Linked DNA regions of Oryctolagus cuniculus: region 1 is linked to region 2. The links are chromatin contacts, called in public Hi-C maps. All regions are on one chromosome and are shown on one strand. Each heading gives the region's core, a stretch centred on a gene start, on an enhancer-like site or on the middle of the called end of the contact. The rest is flanking DNA. Distances are from core to core; before and after follow the strand shown. Region 1 holds the start of TNFSF4 (TNF superfamily member 4). Region 2 overlaps LOC138850461 (a long non-coding RNA gene).

What was found. A called contact is a pair of places that touch in the nucleus more often than the background predicts.
Region 1: a contact with region 2 is called in a Hi-C map of skin fibroblasts, with 3 times the contacts expected there. The contact joins the promoter of TNFSF4 here to the enhancer-like site in region 2. A contact is called at or near these places in 6 of 6 Hi-C or Micro-C datasets (ear pinna, embryonic fibroblasts, liver and 3 more).

What each region holds. Positions count from the first base shown.
Region 1 is chr7:1,789,797-1,796,535 of mOryCun1.1, reverse strand. It overlaps TNFSF4 (TNF superfamily member 4), which reads left to right and starts at 3,447. Exons shown (of 3, transcript NM_001081985.1): 1 at 3,447-3,701. The coding sequence starts at 3,549.
Region 2 is chr7:1,486,165-1,493,669 of mOryCun1.1, reverse strand. The region is part of intron 1 of LOC138850461 (a long non-coding RNA gene); the gene reads right to left. Among named protein-coding and RNA genes, the nearest start is that of FASLG, 150 kb to the right of the region's middle. Within about 2 kb of position 5,554, at least 1 of the 8 cell types and tissues checked has an H3K27ac peak or open chromatin away from gene starts, as enhancers often do.

The DNA of each region.
Region 1 (6,739 bases), core at 2,198-4,697, 300 kb before region 2:
CCCTACCTTCCTGCCTCCCTGTCTTCGGGTTTTTTTCATGTGTTTCCCCCTAGCACCAAGGTGAAGGTGCCCAACTCAGGCTTGCTGAATGGCCAAATGTGAATTCAACTTTGAAACAAATGAAAACAGCAGATTTTACCCCAAATGAACAAACAAAAACCCCCAAAATCAAAAGACTGAAAAACCAAACAACAACAACAGTAAAACCCCCAAACCAAAACAACAACAAAAAACCCAAAAGTTTTTGCTGCTTTCTGAGCATGAGGTCTCAGGTCAGTTATTGAGGTTGTTTTATTTTCCATACTTTTCTGTAGTCTTGACTTGGCTACTAACTTTAGAGGACCTGCGATCTGTGGGAGGAGATTTCCTTTGGCTTATTTTAGTTTCCAAGGTTTCATTCCAAACTGGTGTACTCTGAGCTGTCTGAGAATTTGATTGGTCTAAGACGCTTTAAAAACAATTGCCCATATGTGCAGTAAAATGCTTGACTTCTTTAAAAACATTTCAATTTTGTTTTTTAAAACTCATTTTCAAGATGGAAATCATCCACTTATCTGAGACTAAAATGCTATCAATGATCTCTCTATCTCTTTTTAAGATTTACTCATTATTTATTTCACACAGAGTGATAGAGACAAGGAGGAGAGGGGTGGAGAGAGAAAAAGAATATCTTCCAGCCACTGTTCCACTCCCCAGATGGCCAGAATGGCTGGGGTTGGTCCAGGCTGAAACCAGGAGCCTGGAACTACATCAGGGTCTCTCATGTGGGTGGCTGGAACCCATCTAGTTGAGCCATATTCTGCTGTCTTCCTACACTCATTGGCGGAGAGCTGGATTGGAAGTAGAGCAGCCATGACATGGGCCAGCACTCACATATGGGATGCAGGTATCACAAATGGAGGCTTAACACACTGTGCCACAATGCTAGGATCCATGAATGATATCTGTGATGGTGGTTTCATTTGTTCAAATGCTAGACCAGTCCAATGATGAGCTTTGAAATGCTTATATAACCTTTCTGACCTTCTCACCTTGAACTTCCAGTCCAATTTCTATGTGTGTGTATGTGTGTTTGCATATGTTCTCTCTCCATAACAAATGTGAAGAAATTGTGAGAATGTTCAATAAGAAAAAGAAATGACAAAGTATAAAATATCACTTAGACCTCAATCAAAACTATAGCTAGGCAAAATATGGCGGTGGAGGCTGAGACAGGGGAGATGAGAGGTGCGCCACAGGCAGGCAGGCCTCAGTGTTGGTGTAGCTGATTATGTGCCGTCTTGGGACAACACAACAATGGACATTCATTATGCTGCACAGTTCTTATATTCTATAAAGAAAAACAATTTTTCTTCATAAAAGTGATGATGTTAACACCTAGAAGCAGTGCTATTTGAGGTACAATTATGTGTGTTGTAAATGTTTGTTTTTAATCCTTTTGGCAGTTATTTAAAAATATTCTCTCTGCTTTTCAACATGAATAATTTTTACTGTTTCTTTTTCTGGCTTTTCTCTAGTTTCCTGTAGTATTTGAGGCTTTTTGCTGTGATATTTTAGTCATCTGTTGAAAATAAATGAGTAAATAGTTACTGACATCAGTGCCTCATTTATGACTATCAGCTGTTACACAAGAACTGGACCCTACACACTGATTCTTCCTTCAGTATTTTTCTCCACATGCTCTAGGTTACACATAGTTTGCTCATGGGAATAATTATTACAGATATGCTTTGAAGGAATTTACTTGATTTCTATTTCTGACTTGGAGTTACGATAATGGTGCCTTGTTATCTTTCAGATGAAAACCAACTCTGAAGACCGGTGTATTCTGCAAATGCAAGGCATGATAATTATAAAGAAGGTATTAGTTCATATTTTCATCAGCACTGTATATAATAAGCACCCTTTCCATTTTCTATAAACTGTTCCTCTCTCGAATATGCCTCATACCCATTTTCTGTGAAATAAAGTTGTATATAACAACTCATACTGATGATATCCAAAATATTTCCTACTCCGTTCTTTCTATACATACCTGTTGAGTGTCTCATGAGGAGTTCTGAGACACAATATCTTAACACAGAAGAGAGACAGAATTCTGTCTAACCCAGTCCTTGCCCAACCTCTCCATGTTGTCTATTAAGTCTGGGCTGATGATACATACTCAGTAAATATTTGCCAAGTTCAACTTGACATTGTACATAATTTTATAACTCATTTTATTTCATATATATTTCAGTTATACAGTATAAGCAGTATTTATTGATAGAAACACACACACACACATTTAATTTGAGAGGCAGAGAGACACACAGAGAGAATGTTTCCATCTGCTAGTTCACTCTGTAAATGACTGTGACAGCCAGGGTGCCAAAGCCAGGAGCCAGGAACTCAACCCAGGTCTCTTGTGTAGGTGGCAGGGACCCAAGTCCTAGAGCTGTCACCACTGTGTCCCAGATGGTGTATCAGTAGAAGCTGCAGTCAGGAGGTGTGCGGAATGTGAGACAGGGGTGTCTTAACTAGCAACTTGACTACCACGTTAAATTCCTACCCCTGGTAGAATATTCTCACTTGCCAAGCTTCTGAGTCCAGCTGGGACTTCAAAGAAAGGAATAACTTCCAAGAATTATTTATGTCTATTCAATTATTCATTCATGCAAAAATTATGTATAGGGAAAATGTAAAGCAGAGGAGTGGGAAAAAGCACTTTTTAAAACTCTTATTTTTGGCTCTGCAGAAAATTGATCATGTAAGTGTTTACTGAATTTGCCTCAAAGGCTTAAATAAGAAAAGGGTTGTAAGAGCATCTAACACAGTTTTAGAAACATGGTAGATGCAAATGAGGTGTTATATGTGACTTTGATATCATTTATGACAACTTTTACTAGTTAATACTAGCTTATTTTTAATGTGTAGGACTATAAAACTAGAGGGTCTTACTCCCTTATTTCTACATGATCCTATTTTATTCTTCTTTTTCATTTCAAGAATGGTCTCTGTGTGCTTTATTTCTGAATCTGTAAAATGCTTAGTTACATAATAAACACAAGGACTCAAGGCCACCACTTTCCTTAAATCTCTTCTGGGACTTCAGGCACCTTGAAGAAGGGATTTGTGAGCTCATACATCAACGGATGATGATCTTGATCTTTAACAAGTGACCCACAATTTGGTTACTGGTGCAATGAGAAATTAAGAAAATAGCACACGTTTGTGACTGTCATTTCACAGTCACTCAAATCAGAACTGGAATGCCACAAAAACAACTCCCTGTTAGCCCAGAGGAAAAAAAAAAAGAAAGTAAAGGGGAAATTCAGATTAGTCACAGAGAAGTTCCCCCGCCTGCTGCAGAAGCTGCAGAGTTAAAACTGAGAGACTCTGCTGTGCTCTTTCAATCGCCTTTAATCTCTGGTCCTGGGACCTTTGTCTATTTTCTGATTGATAAGCTTTGTTTTGCCTTCCTCTCCTCCCTGTGGGGAAGACGCTCGTCTTACCCCGAACAGTTCCCTAGGTCACGTCTGTTTCTTTCCTGAATCCAGATTGTGAAGATGGAAGGGGTCCGACCCCTAGAAGAGAATGTGGGAAACGCACCAAGGCCAAGGTTTGAGAGAAACAAGCTATTGCTGGTGGCCTCCGTAGTTCAGGCACTGGGGCTGCTTCTGTGCCTCACCTACGTCTGCCAGCACTCCCATGCTCCCGAGGTAAGATGCCCCACTGGGCACTTTTCCCCTCTGGCTTGTGCTGACGGCAGCTGTAACAGCTGCAGACAGTCACTTGGAAATAAGCTGATGCCAAAACAGTTGAGTATTTTTTCTCCCCGCAGCAGTCATAAAGTGTGGTCAAACATCCTGCTGTCTCTCCTTCCTTCCTTCTTTTCAGAGGTGGCGGAGCAGAGGCAAGCCAAGGGCACTGCTTCTAGGTTCTTTTTTTCTTCTTCTTTTTCTCCGCATTGCAAAAATCCCGGTATTCCTTTATGAGCTGCCACTTTGAAGATCTGGGTCATTGGTACTTGGTTTATCCATTCTGCTAATGAGTGTGGGCAGAGAATCAATAGCAAAAGAGGTAAGAAAGAGATTGATTGCCATTGTATTCATAAATTCCATGGACATTCAAGGAAATTTGCTTTGTAAAGAATGCTGAAGGTATTGAGTTATTTGAAATAGTTTGCTTTGTATTTCATTTTTAAAGATGTATTTAGTTATTATTTTATTTATTCGAAAGGGAGAGAGAGACAGACAGACAAAGAGATTTCTCACCTACTGGTTCATTCCACATATACTCTGAACAGCTGGGACTGTGTCATGCAGAAGCCAGGAACCAGAAATCAGTCCAAGTCCTCCAGTCTGGAGCCATCACCTGCTGCCTCCCAGGATGCACGTTAGCAGGAAGCTGGATTCAAGAGCAGAGCCAGGACTGGAACCCAGGCTTTCATATATGGGTTGGGGTATCCCATCCCGTATCTTAACCACTATGCCAAATGCTTGCCTTGCATGTTGAAGGTGTCTGTGTGTGCACGTATCCACACATTTACCCCAAGAATTTAATCAGATATGAGTCTGTCCCAGCCACTCACACAGACATCTTTTAGGGAGTGATCACCTTTCTGGTAGTTTTTGTGCTTAACTACAATATTCTTTCCATCTTTATTCTTGTCCCATGCTTCCCTTACTTTGCATGACTTTTTCTTAGTCATTCAGGTACACCAATGTTGTTAGGTCTTTAAAGATGTTCTTCACTGCAGGAGGTACCACAGGAAAGAAGGTAAATCTAAAGACTTTCTGTGTTGTCTTGCTGGGGTTGGTCTGAAAATTGCCAGTTCCCTGGCTGGTTGCTTTGGGGCAGGAATTCTCACCCTGGTGAAGGTCAGACAATAGGAAGTATTATCACTGATGACGAGGTCAGAGACTGGACACTTCAAATTAAAGCAGCAAATGCCTGGGCATGTTTCTGCCTACAGGAAATAGGGGTTTTCGGTACGGGGGAGACCGGTGAGCGTGTGGGTGATTAAGATCACTGTAGCACGGAGAGTGCTCACGGCCCCCAGTTCCCAAAGCGCAGCTGCTGCCCTGCTCAGGTGTGGGCCCAGTTAGCACAACAACACACCTGTCCTCTCCTTACGTCATACGTTCTCTGTGTACAGCTTTTTGGGTAAAATTAAAAGTTGACTCGGGGAGAGTGCGGGGGTGGAGTAATGTGTCCATGGCAGAGTGCCCAAGACATAGACCGGAATCAGACTCTTCCGAGAAGAAAACAGAGTAACCAAAAATAGAACAGCTGAATGCATTCACCAGGTCCCGGAGCTCTGAGAATTCTTCTTCAAACAACCACAGCGTGACAAATTTCCTTATACAGTGGGATCATGAAAAGACAGGGCACATGGCTGCAAAGGAGGCTAGCCAGTTGCATGAGGGCTCTGAGCAGGAGAGAGCAAAAAGGTGAGACAAAGGTACAACCTGCTCGTGGCCTGGAATGCTTTGGACATTGCAGAAGACAGGGGTTCTTTATGGCAAGGCATCCGGCAGTCCGTGGCAGAGCTGGGAAGGAAAGCTGAGTGCTGGCTTCCAGGACAAAGTGCTCATGGGTGAGCTGACTTCTGGGAGAGAACTGGTTTTCCGTACATCTGGCACAGAAGTGGAAGCAGAACCACAGGAAGTGTGTTTGAACTGTTGGATCAGGAAACGCGCTCCCAAATACGTACTGGAGAAGGAAAGTAATTTTCCCTGAATTCTTCACTTGACATGAACTTACACATTTTCCTATTTCTAGCGAGACTGGTTTAGCTAACATAGTTTCTGATACAAGGGGACTTTAAAGAGTTTGTGGAAAAATGGAATTAAAAGATAAGTTTATTTTGGTGCAAAGTTTTTAAAATACTTGCATAGTGTTTGTTTTCATAATGTGCATTTTCGGTGACTTTTGTTTTAAACCTCCCGCATACTGTTATAGGCGCCAAGGCAGCACCCTGGCTTTTTACATGTATTCGTAAATATTTTATTATGGGGATGGATAGCATAGACAGGTCAACTGTGTCGTCCCTGGAGCCTGATCAAATACAACTGGTGGCACCATGAGAGAGTGAGAGGGGATGTAGTAGAGAAGCTTTGCAAAAGGGCCATCGATCAGTAGCCGTTTAAAACTCATCCACAAGAATGTTTGCAAGAATGGGGAAGGTGACTGTAGTGGTTGTGATGCCAATCAAACCTCTGCTGTTATAAGACATCGTGTTACAGGGGTGTGTACTAGAGGTAAAAGGGAGCTGATCTCCTCGTTGACCTGGCTAGATTGCATCTCTTCTACTGTAGGAGAAGGGTATTTGGAAAATCATCAGGCCTTTCACTGTATTTCTTGACCTGATAATTTTTAACCTAATAAACAGTTGCTGGTGTGGATGGCTGTATAAAAATACAGATTTTAAACTGCATTTGGCAGTCAACTCTCCCTTCATTTTTATTTAGCAATCTGTTCTCTCTCTCTCCTGGGTCAAGTTTCATTTACATACAAGAAAAGCAGAAGTTTTTACTTTTGCCGTGCCAGAGAAAAGAACCCACTCATGCCTAGTATAATTCATTCTCCTCTTTTGGTCTTGATTTGCTCAGAATATCCTATGAATATGTCATTTATGTATCCATAGACTGGGGACAAACATTTGAGAAAAGGCAAACTGTGAGTTAACAGATTTTTGTGCCTAAGCTTGTGATTTCTTGGGTCTTCTTTGGGGGAAGTTTTATTTTATTTTATT
Region 2 (7,505 bases), core at 4,305-6,804:
TTTATTTTAATATAAGACCTTTTTAATCCATGCAAGTTTTTTCATAATATATATTTTCCAAAAACATTCTGAAGATCCCACATATACATGGATTTCATTTTTGTGGCACCAAAATAAACTTATCTTTTAATTCCATTTCCCATGGATCTTTTGAAGTACACTTGTACGTATCTTTTTCTAGAAAACACTTAGGACTATTTCCCAATGGTCAGAAGAGGGTGCCTTGCATATAATCATCCAACAATGATGGCATCTAATGCATACTAATTTACTTATAAGTGTTGACCATGACAGTTCATGGTTCATTCATTGTTTAAAGGAGGTGTAATCCTCTAAGTTTATATTTACTTAATTAAAAAAAACCTAGATTTAGAATTTTCACAACACATCAAATTAAATTAGTCACCTATTTTTAACTTAATATGAAACATAAGAGCTTGAAAAACTTGAGTGCCTTTCTAAAAGTTTATTCATTTAAAGCTATTTATGCATTTTTGAATGACTAGGTACTATTTTTAAAGGTTTAAGTGTTTAAAGAAGGGCCAGCATTGTGGTGCAGCAAGTTAAGCTACCATTTGCTATTCCAGCATCCTATGTAAATGCTGGTTCAAGTCTCGGCTGCTCTACTTGCCATTCAACTGCCTGCTGATATGCCTGTGAACGCAGCAGAAAATGGCCCAAGTACCTGGGCCCCCACCGCTCATGTAGAAAACCAGGATGGAGTTCCAGGCTCCTGACTTCCCCCTGGACCAATTCCTGCCTTTGTGGTCATTTAGGGTTTTGAATCAGTGGATGGAGGAGCTCTCTCTGTCTCTCCATACCCTTATAGCTCTGGCTTTCAAATAAATCTTCTTTCAAAGGAATAAAAAAATCACTGATTCATGTGTAGTCAATGGGAATCCAATATAATCTGAAGAACTTTAAAGGACATGTTAATGAGGGGAGATCAGATACTCAACCTTATCCAAACGAGACTCAACAACAATAAAGCTAGGGGCTGGCACTGTGGGACAGCAGGTTAATGCCCTGGCCTGAAGCACTGGCGTCCCATATGGGATTCTAGTCTCAGCTGCTCCTCTTCGCATCCACCTCTCTGCTGTGGCCTGGGAAAGCAGTGGAAGATGGCCCAAGTCCTTGGGCCCCTGCACCTGTGTGGGAAAACAGTCCTGGCTCCTGGCTTCGGATTGGCACAGCTCTGGCTGTGTGGCCATCTGGGGCCTCTCTCTGTGTAACTTTGACTTTCAAATAAATAATAAAATAAATCTTAAAAAAAAAAAGTTAGCCAAGAATATTGAAGGAAAGAAAGTGCAATTGTAATTGAGGAGAGCTAAATGTCATAGATCAGAAAATAGAAATATTAACTAGAAGAAAATAACTAATGTGTATGAGGATAAGAAATAAGTTACAATTATGACAACTGCAATGCAAGATGTACAATGAAAATTAAACACAATTCAAGGTGTATAACAATTGCATTAGTAAGTATTAAAACCAGCTAGAAATACTTCATATTATGCCTTGTATAACTAATAAATAAATCTGAAATGAATTCCTTTGTATTTAAGTGTTGATGACAAGCAATTGTTTTTTTTTTTTTTGAAATATTTATTTATTTGTTTGAAAGTCTGAGTTATACAGAGAGAGGAGAGGCAAAGAGAGAGAGAGAGGTCTTCCATCCGATGGTTCACTCCCCAATTGGCCACAACGGTTGGAGCTGTGCCCATCTGAAGCCAGGAGCCAGGACCTTTTTCTGGGTCTCCCACGTGAGTGCAGGGGCCCAAGGACTTGGGCCATCTTCTACTGATATCCTAGGCCATAGCAGAGAGCTGGATCAGAAGTGGAGCAGCTGGGACTAGAACTGGCGCCCATATGGGATGCCAGCGCTTCAGGCCAGGGCGTTAACCCGCTGTGACACAGCATTGGCCCCAAGCAATTTCTTAAGCTAATTTTCAAGAATTTACTGGACCAAAAAGTCAAATATAAGTATTATTAATTCGCCAACTATGGAGCTTTATAAGTTTTTTTTTAAGAAGTATATATTTCTCATAGTATTGATTACTATGAGTACTGTTTTGGATTAATTTTTCTAATTTTTTAAGCAAAAAAATTGTATCATACTATTTTGTCTTTTATTTGAAGAGAACTGAACCCCTCTTTGCATATTTTGTGGATGTCAGTAATTGTATTTGAAAGTTCCTGTTTACACAGTCTCCCAATTTTTTTTTTCAATATTCATTTTTCTCTTAATTGGCCTGCAGAAGATTTTAAGCATTCTTATTATTTTTATGTCATATATGTTGAAATACTAGCATTTTTCATGATTGACTATTTTTTCCTCATTGGTTGAAACAGTCCTGGTCTATTTGAGGATGAGCAACTGAGTTATGGTCTATTTAGGCTCTGCGCATCAAGTCTGTACCTAGCTGTCCTTACACACTCATTGTCATTCTCTGTTTGCCTCAAAGAGAAGCCCCAAGAGATCTGGGTACTCTGTCTTTTTTTCCTTGAATGTCTTCTTTGAGAAGTTCAGGTATTCACAATTTTCACAACCCTGAGCCAATAATTCCTAAATATCACTATTTCTAAGTCAGACTACCCTGCAACCTGGTACTGTGGGTCTTGTTTGGCTGATAGAGATGTCCATTAAGATTTCATTCATTCATTCACCCACTGGGATGCATGTAGAGCCTCATATGCATACCTACTAAACATTGAAATTCTCTCAAGTTTCAGCATCTCAAAGATGTCAAGCCAAAATCACCCGCAATGCCATAAGCCAGCCCTTTCTAGTTTCTCTTTTTAAAAATTGTACCCCCAACTCTCTCCAGCTTTATTTAAAAAAGTCATAACTCTTTTATCTCTGTTATCACCACATGCAATCAGTTTTTTTTATTATTTTCCACTTCAGTGGCTCAGAAATGAACTCTTTCCTTTGTTTTCCCCATGCTTCTGTTCTGGTGATTCCTTGTCACCTGGCACCTGTTGAATTCTATCACCTCTGACTGGCCTCACCACTCTCAGCTGATTCGTCGTGGACCCTGTGCTAGATTAGCCTTCATGCAATGTGGCTCTGAAATGTCTTTGCTCTGTTGAAGGGTCTCTAGTGCTTCTGTCTGCCTGTGGAAACAAGCCCCCAGTTCACGAGCCCCTCATTAGAGGTTTCAAATCAGCTGGATTCTGCCTGTCCTAACACATATCCTGCTCTTCCACCAGTGAAACACGGTGCTTGTTCAGCACTGTTTCTGGGCTGTGCCCCAGACAAACCTTCTCACCTTTACTCATTCAATTCTGCCAAAGTATATCCCCTCACTTCTCTGTGAGCCCAAACCCTGTAAACTCAACTCTTTCTTTTTCCTCCCAGGAAGCTGGCTGCAGACAGAAGTATAGCTTAGTCTTCTCAGAACTGGAGTAGACTTCACAGAGCACCCTCAAGGCCTCTGGACCTAAAAATGCTAAATTCTACTCAACAAGAATGTATCAGGCATTCACTATGCACTAATCCTTCGGCTAAGAATTGGATAAAAAAAATGTTCCTACCCTTAGAGGAGCTCTTGCCTACTGAGGGGACAGATACAAAAACATGTCATTTCAAAACATGGGAATTTCTAAGAGAGAGGTAAATACAGGTGCTATGAGAGTGAGAGAATAGTTTGATTGGCCCAGCAATATAAAGAAGCTTCCTAGAGGATGCATCATGTGATGGGAATGTTAAAAGATGAGCAAGAGCTATCAAGACAAAGAAAGGTTGAAAGGGGGTTTGAGACACAGGGAAGAAAACAAATAAAGCCAAAGACATAAATGGTGGGAAAGAGGTAAGGGGCTAGAAGCAGCCAAATAACATTTGACTACAACATTGTGGAACAAGAACTGACCGAGATGAGACAAGAAGAGAAGAGAGGGAATCAGTCAGCCAGGCATGCAGGATTGTGTAAACTACTGCTAAGAGCTCTGTAATCTTATCTGAATGATCAGGAACCACCATACATGCATAACTGAGGAGGTGAAATGATTAAGTTTTGTTTTTTGGAGAAAGTATTCTGTCTACATTGTAGAGGACAGATTTAAGAGCAGCAAGACAGGAGGAGAAAGGAAACCATGTACGTCATCATTCTTGGCTAGGGATGATGAGGGCCTATACAACAAGATGGATAGTAGGGATAGGGCTAAAGACACAGATCTGAGACATTTCTAAACAGATTATTAAAAATATTTATTTATTTATCTTATCTGAAGGAGAGCGAGAGAGATAGAGAGAAACAGAGAGATCTTCCACCTGCTGACCCACTCCCCCATATAACTGCAATGCTAAGACTGGGTCAGGCCAATGCCAGGAGCCAGAAGCTTCATCCAGGTCTCCTATGTGGGTGGCAGGAACCCAAGCACTTGGATCATCTTCTGCTGCTTTCCCTAGGCTATTAATAGGTAGTGAGTCAGACAGGAATCAGCACCCATATTGCTTGTTGGCATCACAGGTGGTGGTTTTACCCATTATGCCACAACACCAGCCCCTTGAGAAAACATTTAAGAGCACACACCATTAGATCTTGCTAACTGCCTAGATTATGGGAGGTTCAGGGAAATAAGTCTTACATGACTCCTCAGTCTCTCTGGTTTGGGCAACTTACATGGTGACGCCAGGCATTAAGCTAGAAATAAAAGAGTCATGATATATTTGGGGGATTAGTGGTAAGGACTGGAGCTGGCATGCAGAGAATTACAATGAAGACAGTTCCAGAAATGTTGAGTTTGAGACTTCTGTAAGATATATGGGACCACAGATCACATATGAGGTCAAAGCTAAAGATGAAGTTTGGCATTGATCAATGTTCCAATGACAGATAAAACAACGACAATGATGAGACTTCCCAAGCAAAGTACATAAAGATAAATGAAGACCTTGGCAAAGGATCGACCCCTTGGGATATACAAGGGATAGAACAAGGGATAGTTAATAGATACACAGAAAAAGAAGAGGTCATAGAGACCAGAAAGGAGGGACTGAAGAAACAAGAGGAATGCCAGGACTGACTGGAGTCTAGATAAAGTCAACCAAAGAGTTTAAGATGGGGCAGAAGTACTGAGAAAGCATCCTTGTTTCAACACTATGAAGCTCACAGGTGACTTTAAGATGTGATTGTGGCTTTCCAAATGTGGGGAGCTGAAGCATGAATTAATTACAGATGTGAGGGGACTTGGCTGAGAAGGAAAGGAGAAGAATCAGGGAACCAGAGGGGATGCAGTGCCAACCAACAGCTATCTTAAGCTGAAGGACAAAGGCTGTTGAGGCACATAGTAAATGAGCACACTTTTTTTATTCATGATCTTAAGGAGAACAAACGAAATAGCAGTTTAAAAATATACTACTCAAATATCTCCTTCAGACAAAGACCAGAAATTAAGTCTCATCCATACCTTTGGTAGAGGTCTAATACGTTTTGTGTACAGGAAAATTAGGAACTTTCTGTTCTGGTTGAAAATCATAAGCACGTGGAACGGCCCCTCTTCCTTTGCAATCATCTCCTGGAGGCCTTGAGTGACTCAATGTCGAGGTGTAATCTGCTTCCAGGGAAGCCAAGCACCATTTTTGTGAGGAGTCACTGCACCACCATGTGGCCGCTCCTGAGAAGAGTGTTTCTTTCTTTTTTTTTTTTTTTTTCTTTTCTCAGCTTCAATGTTTAATCACAGAAAAGGAGACTCAGAGAGAAGAAGACTCCGTACCTCATATCACAGGCGAAGAGAACAGAGTGCACCTGTCCCATTTTTTAAATGTCTCTTTATTTCAACTGCCTTGTGGCTATCTTCTGCTCATATGAGTGACTGTATGTAGAAAAACCAGGTAATAAAAATGCATACCAAATCTCTCAGTTTTCCTTGCAACCCCAGGGTAGCAGCCCTGTCACATTCTGTCTTAAGTGCAACACACTCATGAAATGCACCACTAGGCAGAGATCATTATTCCTAAACTAATCTTTAGCATCCAGCATCCTGCCACTGGATTAATAGGATGTTGTATTTAAATTTGAGCCATTTCAAAAAAAATTTGTTTTAATGTATGCAAGTTCAAGTGGAATGGTGAAACAGAAGACATGCCGAGTAAAGTTCAAATCTAAGCTAATAAGGTGAATATCTTTATTATATTGAGATTTAAAAGTTAATTCTATAGTATCTTTTTATCCTTTTTTCTTCTTTCTTTACCTTTTTTTTCTAATAATAAAAATAGCATCATATTTTAAAAGCATAGATTTAAAGAGAAAAGAAGACACAAAAACCACTCAACAATCTCCTAACCCCAAAGTAATCTTTCTTAAAATTTTGGCACTTTCAATCCCTTCTAAGTGCTTTAAACTAAAGATATAAAATTATCATTTTATTAACCCTACCAAATTAAATGAAAGCTTAAAAAGGACTCCTTACATTTACAAATGTTATATCACTGTTCATTTTAAGCTCAATTAGAAACAGCCACCAACTCTGGGATTGCAAACCCATTATCAAACCATTAAAACACAGTAAAGTTGACAAAGTTGGGGCAACCATCACTGAAAGCAGTATCTTTAGCAAGGCCAATTATTTGTTCATCAATGCCGCCCTTAATTATTTCTAAATGTTCCTAGTGCCTTGATTTCTCTCTTCAGCTTTATGATTTCTCTCTTCAGCTCTACATCTGTAGTCCAAAGATGTTTCCCCAGAATTCTAGGTCACCTGGAGTGGAAATGCCCTAAAACAGCAAAATTTAAAAACATCCTGAGCTCTGAAGTGTTTAAATGATGCCAAAGGGCTTCTTCCAAATGTTACAGGGTAATATAAGTAATACCAATACGGGCAATGTTGACGCTTAGGAAGCTCTCAGCAGTGTTTTACAAGCCTTTCACTTAATTCTCTTACAAATGAAATGCTATTAAGTAATGACCTGACTTCGCACAACTAACTCTAGATGGTTGCCCTAAGACCCAGGATTGTGTCAGTTTCAGAAACAAGACTCCCAGAGTCCAAAACATTTTTGAGGTACTCAATGTCTAGCCAGCCCCTGGTTTTCTGATTCTTTTCCAACTGCGTCAATGTGATTACATCACAAACGCAGGAGTAAAATTACCCTGCTTCTCTTTTATGCCTTTTGTGGTCAGCCTATCGGGTTATGTTTGTCTGCGGAAACACTAAGATATGTTAGGAAGTGAGAAAAAACATGCTAATGTTCAGTTTCTGATACACAAAGTAGAAACATTCAGAAGACAGTCTATTGTCTTGAGACAGGACATTTCTGAACTCATATTCACTACATCAAAGGCCCAACTCCTGGAGAAGGCCTGTGGTGTGGAGTTGATAGGTTTCTGGGCCTCACTGCTCAGAGACAGAAAGAATGAGGCTAGAAGTAAAAGAGAAGACCACATGCCTCCATTTTTTCATGAAAGACAGCAAGCTGGGTAGGCTGGAGAGCAAGACCGTTAACCCTGTGTGTCCCAGTTGCCTGCCTTCCAAGTGTTGGCCCTTAGAGAGGAGGCATGTAC